2 separate regions of the Oryctolagus cuniculus genome follow, and region 2 is linked to region 1. The links are chromatin contacts, called in public Micro-C maps. All regions are on one chromosome and are shown on one strand. Each heading gives the region's core, a stretch centred on a gene start, on an enhancer-like site or on the middle of the called end of the contact. The rest is flanking DNA. Distances are from core to core; before and after follow the strand shown.

The links. Hi-C and Micro-C count contacts between places; a contact is called where the count stands out from the background.
Region 2: a contact with region 1 is called in a Micro-C map of ear pinna, with 2.9 times the contacts expected there. The contact joins the promoter of KDM2A here to the promoter of ANKRD13D in region 1. A contact is called at or near these places in 2 of 6 Hi-C or Micro-C datasets (ear pinna and skin fibroblasts).

What each region holds. Positions count from the first base shown.
Region 1 is chr1:4,733,175-4,736,450 of mOryCun1.1, reverse strand. It overlaps ANKRD13D (ankyrin repeat domain 13D), which reads left to right and starts at 1,868. Exons shown (of 15, transcript XM_070067011.1): 1 at 1,868-2,097; 2 at 2,515-2,650; 3 at 2,746-2,870. The coding sequence starts at 2,008.
Region 2 is chr1:4,887,459-4,890,920 of mOryCun1.1, reverse strand. KDM2A (lysine demethylase 2A) reads left to right here and starts at 1,755. Exons shown (of 22, transcript XM_070067682.1): 1 at 1,755-2,593.

The DNA of each region.
Region 1 (3,276 bases), core at 619-3,118:
CAGCTCGGCCGCCCCGGGGTGTCTAGGCCAGGGCCACAGCACAGCTCGGCCACTCCTGGGCATCTAGGCCAGGGCCATGGTCACACGGCGCAGCACGGCCACCCCTGGGTGTCTAGGCCGGGGCCGTGGCTACACGGCACAGCACGGCCGCTCCTGGGCGTCTAGGCCGGGGCCGTGGCTACACGGCGCAGCACGGCTGCTCCTGGGCGTCTAGGCCGGGGCCGTGGCCACACGGCGCAGCACGGCTGCTCCTGGGCGTCTAGGCCGGGGCCGTGGCCACACGGCACAGCACGGCTGCTCCTGGGGAGTCTTGAGGGAAGCGGGGTGGGGCGTGGTGGCATTTCTGATGTGGGGGAGGGTCAGGCGCTCCTGGGGGGCTCCGGTTGGCTGCAGCACTTCGAGGAGCCCTGAATCCCTGGCCCACCTGAGCACAGGACAGAGATGTGAATGGACACGCAGCCTGCAGCTCGCTTGGCTCTGAGCAGGTCGGGTGAGGGCTGGGTGCAGGGGTGCAGGGTGGCAGGCTGGGGGCTACAGCTGTGCGGTGGCGAGGTGACGGGTGGGGTGCAAGAAGAGGGTCCTGCAGGACGGGGGGCCCAGGGTGGGACATGGGGAGGCCGGTGGCCCTGCACCAGGGCCCGCAGGGAGGAGGGCCCACGTGGCTGGATTTGGCTGGGGTCACCCGGATAGCTGAGTTCAGGCCACCTGGCCCAGAGAAGTCGGGGGGTGGGGTGGGGAGGTGGTCTCAGAATGACAGTGCAGGAGCTGCATCCTGGGGGTCAGGGGCCCAGCAAAAGGGCTGGGAACGAAGGTGCCCGGACTGTGGTGTCCAAGATGAGCAGCAGAGGCCGGCCTGGTGCTCTTCACCTCTTTGGTAGAGGGGTGTGCCTGGGCAGGGGACACCCTGCCTCGGCAGAGACCAGAGATCTGGGAGCCCTGGTCACTCAAGCCCTTGAGCTGACCCTAGGACTTGAGGACACCCCAGAGCGGGGTGGCCAGGTGACCTCTGGCAGCAGAGCGGCCACCCGGCACCCCGAGAAAGGCTCCTGGCCCAGGCACTGAAGCAGGGAACCTGGAGCCCCGCCGCCGGCAGACACGGCCCGGGGCCCCTGGGGGCCGGAACTGGGCTGGCTGAGGCCTGCACCCCAGTTCTGGCGCGGGCCCTGATTTGGAAACTCCCCTCCCCTCCCCCACTGGCAGCACAGTGCAGCTCTGCAGTAGCGGTCCAGCGCCGCCCACGCGCGGGCTCCGGAGCCCGGGACACCCCTCTCCCTTCACTGCTGTCCCCAGAGCGCGCGCGGAGCTGCGGCCTCGGCCGGGTCCTGGGGGCAGGGGCTGCACGCGCAGCCGGCCAGCGTGGATCCTCTCCCAGCTGGGCGCTCCGTCCTCGGGCTGGGGTGGGCTCGCCAGACCTCTCCCGACCCCCCCACCACACAGGCACAGTCGGTGTCCGAGGGACCTGGGAGAAAGGGCGGAGGCGGCGGGCTGAGGGCAAATGCAGCTTCCCTGGCCGCCGCACGGCCGCGGCCGCCGCGCGCGCACGCGCACTCGCAGGCCCTCCTCAGGGGCGCAGCCTCGCCCCGCCCTCGGGCCCCCTCCGGCCCCTTCCGGACCCACCAGGAAAGGGTCTGCGCAGGGCCTGGGGCGCCCCCTGCAGGCCGCGGGCGGAGCGGCAGCCGGGGTCCGCGCGGAGACCCGGACCCCGGCTACTCCCCGGCCGCCCAGCAGCGCCCCCCCTTGCCGGCCCCGGGCGCCCGTGGACCGGACCGCCGTTGTCATGGCTCCGGGAGGCGGGGGGGCGCGCGGCTCAACGCCCCGCCCGGGCCCGGCGCAGCCCCGCCCCGGGCCCCCCGCCCCCGCCGCCTGCGCCGCCGCCGCTGCTGTCGCCGGGGCGCGGCCGGGAGGGGAGGCGAGGGGGCCGCGCCGGGCCCGGAGCCGAGGCGGGGCCGGGCCGCCCCCGCCGCGCCTGCCCGCTCGCCCGCCCGAGATGCGGCGCTGAGGCCCAGCATGGCCGGCCCGGACCCCACCTTCCCGCTGCACCGGCTCGTCTGGGCGAACCGGCACCGCGAACTGGAGGCCGCGCTGCACAGCCGCCAGGTGAGGGCCCCGCGCCCCCACCCGCCCTCGCCAAGGCTGTGGTCCTCCTCCCGGAGCCCGCCCCCCCACCCCTGCCCAGCTCTGCAGCCGCATCGCAAGCCCTGGTCACCTGCCCCTGGCGCTCCGGCCTCTGGCCTGGGCTCCCAGCCCTGGCCCTGCCCTGATCCTGGGCCCCTCTCAGCCCGAGTCGGGCTGAGAACGGAACGCCGGTTCTGGCCCCCAGGCCGGTCCTGACTCTGGACATCGGCTCGCAGCCCTGCTGCCCTTCTTCCCGCCCCCTGCCTCCCCTGCTAGGCCACACGGGCCACCTGCCTGCCCTCTCTGCCCATCTCTTCTCCCACGGTGGCTCCCAGCCCTGGCGTCAGCCCGGTGGCCTCTGGACGCTTGCCCTGACCCTGGTTGACCCGGCTTCCCTAGCACGACATCGAGCAGGAGGACCCCCGGGGGCGCACCCCCCTGGAGCTGGCCGTGTCCCTGGGGAACTTGGAGTCCGTGAGAGTCCTTCTCCGACACAACGCCAACGTGGGCAAAGAGAGCCGGCAGGGCTGGGCAGGTACTGCCTTGGGGCTGGCAGTGGGGTGGCCGGCGGGAGCGAGCGGCCAGGCCCCGGGGCACGGGGAGGGCCCCTCGGCAGCCTGCCGCCCCCAGTCCTGCAGGAGGCGGTGAGCACTGGCGACCCCGAGATAGTGCAGCTGGTCCTCCAGTATCGGAATTTCCAGAGGGCCACGCAGAGGCTGGCCGGCATCCCGGAACTGCTCAGCAAACTGCGGCAGGTACGGCGCCAGGCCCGGCCCGGGCTCCGGGGGGTCCCGGCTGCAGCGCGCGGCCAGGGTCGTCCGTCTCAACCCCAGTTCAGGGTCTCATCAGAAAAAAGAGGCACCCAGGGCCCCCGGCCAGGGCAAACCTGCATGGCCATCGCGGGGCCCCCGGTGCCCGAAGTCTCCGCAGAGCCTTAGGCTTCGGGGCACCTGGAGTGTGCAGATGTCCCGGAAGGGGGGCTTTCAGGCCAACTCACGCATACGGCCTGGACCCCCGAAAACTTGCTTCTGTCTCGATCCGAGATTCTGGAAGCGCACGGAGAGCCCGGCTCACGGAGCACTCTGACCCTGCCCACCCCTCATGCAGGCCAGCAGAGGGTCTCCGTGCCCCCTTTATGGAGGGGGACTGTGAGATCCAGAG
Region 2 (3,462 bases), core at 506-3,005, 150 kb before region 1:
AGCGACTTTACCCTAGAGTTCAGCCCTTGGCAGAAGGTATCATCATCGCAATCGCCTTGCAAAGAGTTGAAGGCTCTCTGTGCAAGTTTGCGAGTCAACCCACGCCCTCCCTCTCCCCTGCGTTCCTGGCTCCCGGGAATCAGGGCTCCGGGAGTGGGAAGCCAAGGCCGGGGGCCACGGGCCGGCGTCACCGCGCTAGCGCTCCCGTCGTGCAACGCCCCAGCCACGGTCCTTTACGGGATTTATAATTCAAACGGGCCCCAGAGCACGAGATTGGCTGGGAAAATGCCCTGATCGCGGCTGGGCTGCTCGCATGGCGACGGCTCAGACACCTCCGGCCGGGCTCCGTCGACGTCCGCAGCCTGCTCGCCCGTCGGGCAGCGGTCGAGCCGCGGGAGCCCGTCCGTGGGCAGGGCCGGCGCGGCTCGGGCCGCCGCTGCCCCGTCGCTGACCCTCGCGCGAAGCTGTGCGCGCACCGCGAGGAGACATCTTTCCCGGCCGGGCCCTCCCGCGCCCGCCGCAGGCCCGGGCGGCGGGGTCGGGCCGGGGGCCGGGGGCGGCCCGCGCACACCCCTCCGTGGGGGGCGCCCCGACTCGCCGGGGGCGGGGTCACGTCCCACCCGGGGCCGCCGGGGGCACCGGCGCTGCGGAAACCTGAGCGTGGCCGGGGAGCGGGGGCTTCCTGGGCCACCTCCCCGGGCGCCTGCGGCCCGCGGTGGGCGCGCTGGCCGCCGCCGCCGCCGCCGCCCCCGGGCCGTCGCGAAGACCACTCGCGCGCCTGCTACCTGTGGACGCCCTGGTCAAGCGCCTGGAGCTCCCCCCCGGGGGCGGGGGGAGCCGAGCCCAGGACAGACATGCTGCTCCCGAGTCCTGCCCCTTCGGAGCGGCGAGGAGCGGGTGAGGCGGGGCCAGGCCGCTGCACCGTGGGAGCCCCCCGCAGCCGAGGGCGGACGGGCCCCGCGGCGGGGGCGCCAGGGCCTGCCCGGGGATGGCGGGCATGCGGGCCTCGGCCCACCGGCCGGCGCGCGAGGGGAGGGCAGCCGGCGGGAATGCGCCCTTGCCCTGCGGCCCCTCGGCCACGGGCAGGCCCGAGCGGGGGTGCCCGGCTCGGGCCGACCTGGCCCAGCGGCCTGACCCCAGGGGACCCCCGCTTGGAGGCGGGCAACGGCTGCCCTGACCCAGGCCGCCCGGCCCTGAGGTTGAGTGACTGTGACGGGCCGCCTGGGGCCCACGGCGGTTGAAGGGGCAGGGGCGCTTCTCCCTTGCTGCTTGTGGGGGGGGTGGTGGTGGTTGTGCTTTGTGGGGGGCCGGGGGGGCTGTCACCACCCTCCCAGGAGAGGTGGGGGAGGGCGCCCGGCGCAGCTGGCCGGCGCGGGGCGGGGTCACCGAGGCGAAGTGTGTGTGTGCGCGCGAGCGAGCGTGTGGGGGGGAGGGCGCGCGCGGAGGAGGATCGTGCCCAGTGCGCAGGCGCCAGGCGCCGGCCCGGCCCGAGCTCTGGAAGGAGGCCGGCGGGGAGCGGGGGCGGGAGGCCGGCGGGAGGGCGGGAGGGCTGACGCGAGCGGGGGGGCGGGCAGCCGCGTCGGCGTCGCGGGGCGCGGGCGATTCGAGGCCGACGCGTCCGCGCGTGCGCGCGCCGGCGGTGTGTCCGCGTTGGAGGGGAGTGACGCGTGCGCGTTCACGTGCGCCCGGGAGAGCGGTAAGAGGCGCAGGGAGGCTGGGAGGGGGTGGGGGTGGAGAGGCGAGCTGGAGGAGGGGGGCAGGCGGCGCCTGCGCAGTGCGCCGCGGAGGAGCTGTGTGTATGTGAGAGTCTGACGGGTTCAAAATGGCGGCGGCTGCTTCAGCGGCTCCTCCTGTGTGAGGGAAACAACACCCCTCCCCGGCGGCGGCGGCGGCGGCGGCTGCGGCTCGCAGAGCACCTTCCTAGCGGCTAGGCCTGTCGCCGCTCCTCTCTCTCCTGGGCAGGGGACGCTCCGGGAGGAGGGGCAACGCCAGGGGGCCCATCCCCCGGAATCCCTCCTCTGCGACTGGGGAGTAGCCGGGGGGCTCGTCCCGCAGCGCGGAGCCCGGGCTGAGGGGGCGACGCGAGGGGAGCCCGGGCCCCCCGCCCGGCGCGCCGCGCCGCTCCCGCCCTCTGCGCCCCCCGGGGCCGGGGCCCGCGTTCCGGGGGGCCGGGGCGGCGCGGGGAAGCCTCGGCCCGGCCGGTCTCAGCTGATCGGCCGCCGCTCCCGGGGCTCCCGGTGGCTGCTCGCCGAGGGCACGGCGAGGAGGGGGCCCCCCGCGGCCGGGGCCAGCCCGGGGCTCGGGCTCCGTCCGCTGACCGCTGGCCCGGGGGAGGCGGGGGCGCCCCGGGCTCGGCGCCGAGGGGTCGTGCGCCCCGCTCCCGACGCCTCCGGCCCCCGGTCTCCAAAGCCAGAAGAGGAGGTCGGATCCAGCCACCGTTTCCTCTGCTTCCCGGGTCGCCCTGACCCTCTCTGGATACTGGCTTGATCGACGGGAAGACCGAAGGCGACGCTCTGGGATTTAATTTTTTTCTCCTCTCAGTGTTTGGAATCTTACTTCTCACTTGGACAAGAACTCGAGAGCGAAATCCCCGGTGAGACTCCCCCTCCCCCCTCGTCGGGAAGTTTGGTTCACGGTGCTATCCAAAGACTCAATGCAAAGTTTCTATTTCTTTTTCCGATGGGCGAACCATCGCAGCGCCTTCCCTCCCCGGGGCAGCCCGGGAAGATGTGCGTGTTGGCGCCCCGGCCCGGCCGCCCCGAGCCCGGGGGGTGCTGGCGCCGCTTCCCTCCCCACTCCGGGCCGGGGCTTCCTCCGGGAGGGCCGAGCGCGACCTGCTCCCGCGCACTGTGTCACCGGGTCCTCGGGCTCCTGGCGGTCTGGACAGGGATGCGAGTTAGCGTGGCCGTGATGTAGTTGCAAAAGGCAAAAAACAAACGTGCACTCCCCGTGGGAGCCATCATCCGTGGGAAGCTTTAAAAAAAATGGAAGCCCCTCGCTTGGGGCTGTCCGTCGCGCCAACTGGTCTTTAATTTTTTGGGGGGGGAGGGGGGGAAAGACGTGATCTACTCGTATCTTTAGGTCATGTCGTTTCTGCTATTACTTTATCCCGAAGGATCAGGTGGCATTTGTGTCCCAGGTTGGTTTGGGAGTTGTGCACGTCTCGGGTTTGGGAAGGAAGGCGACGGCTGTGGGCGGCCTTGCCCGAGGGCTGGGGGAACGCTGTGGGGGTTTTCTCCAACTCCTCATGCCCCGTCCTCTTTTTATAGAGGTCGTCTGCCCTGCTTTCCCGGAGTTTCTAATTACCGGTGTGGCAACTAGTTTGGTTAGAATCTGGATTAGTTCCGTGCCTGCCTCACCTGGTCGGCCCTGGAGAGAGAAGTCCTGGGCTGTTGGGTTTTGTTTTCTTTTGGGCCGATGCTGCCACGAAGGGGAGCCTGGCTAATTGTAATTCTGTGGGGA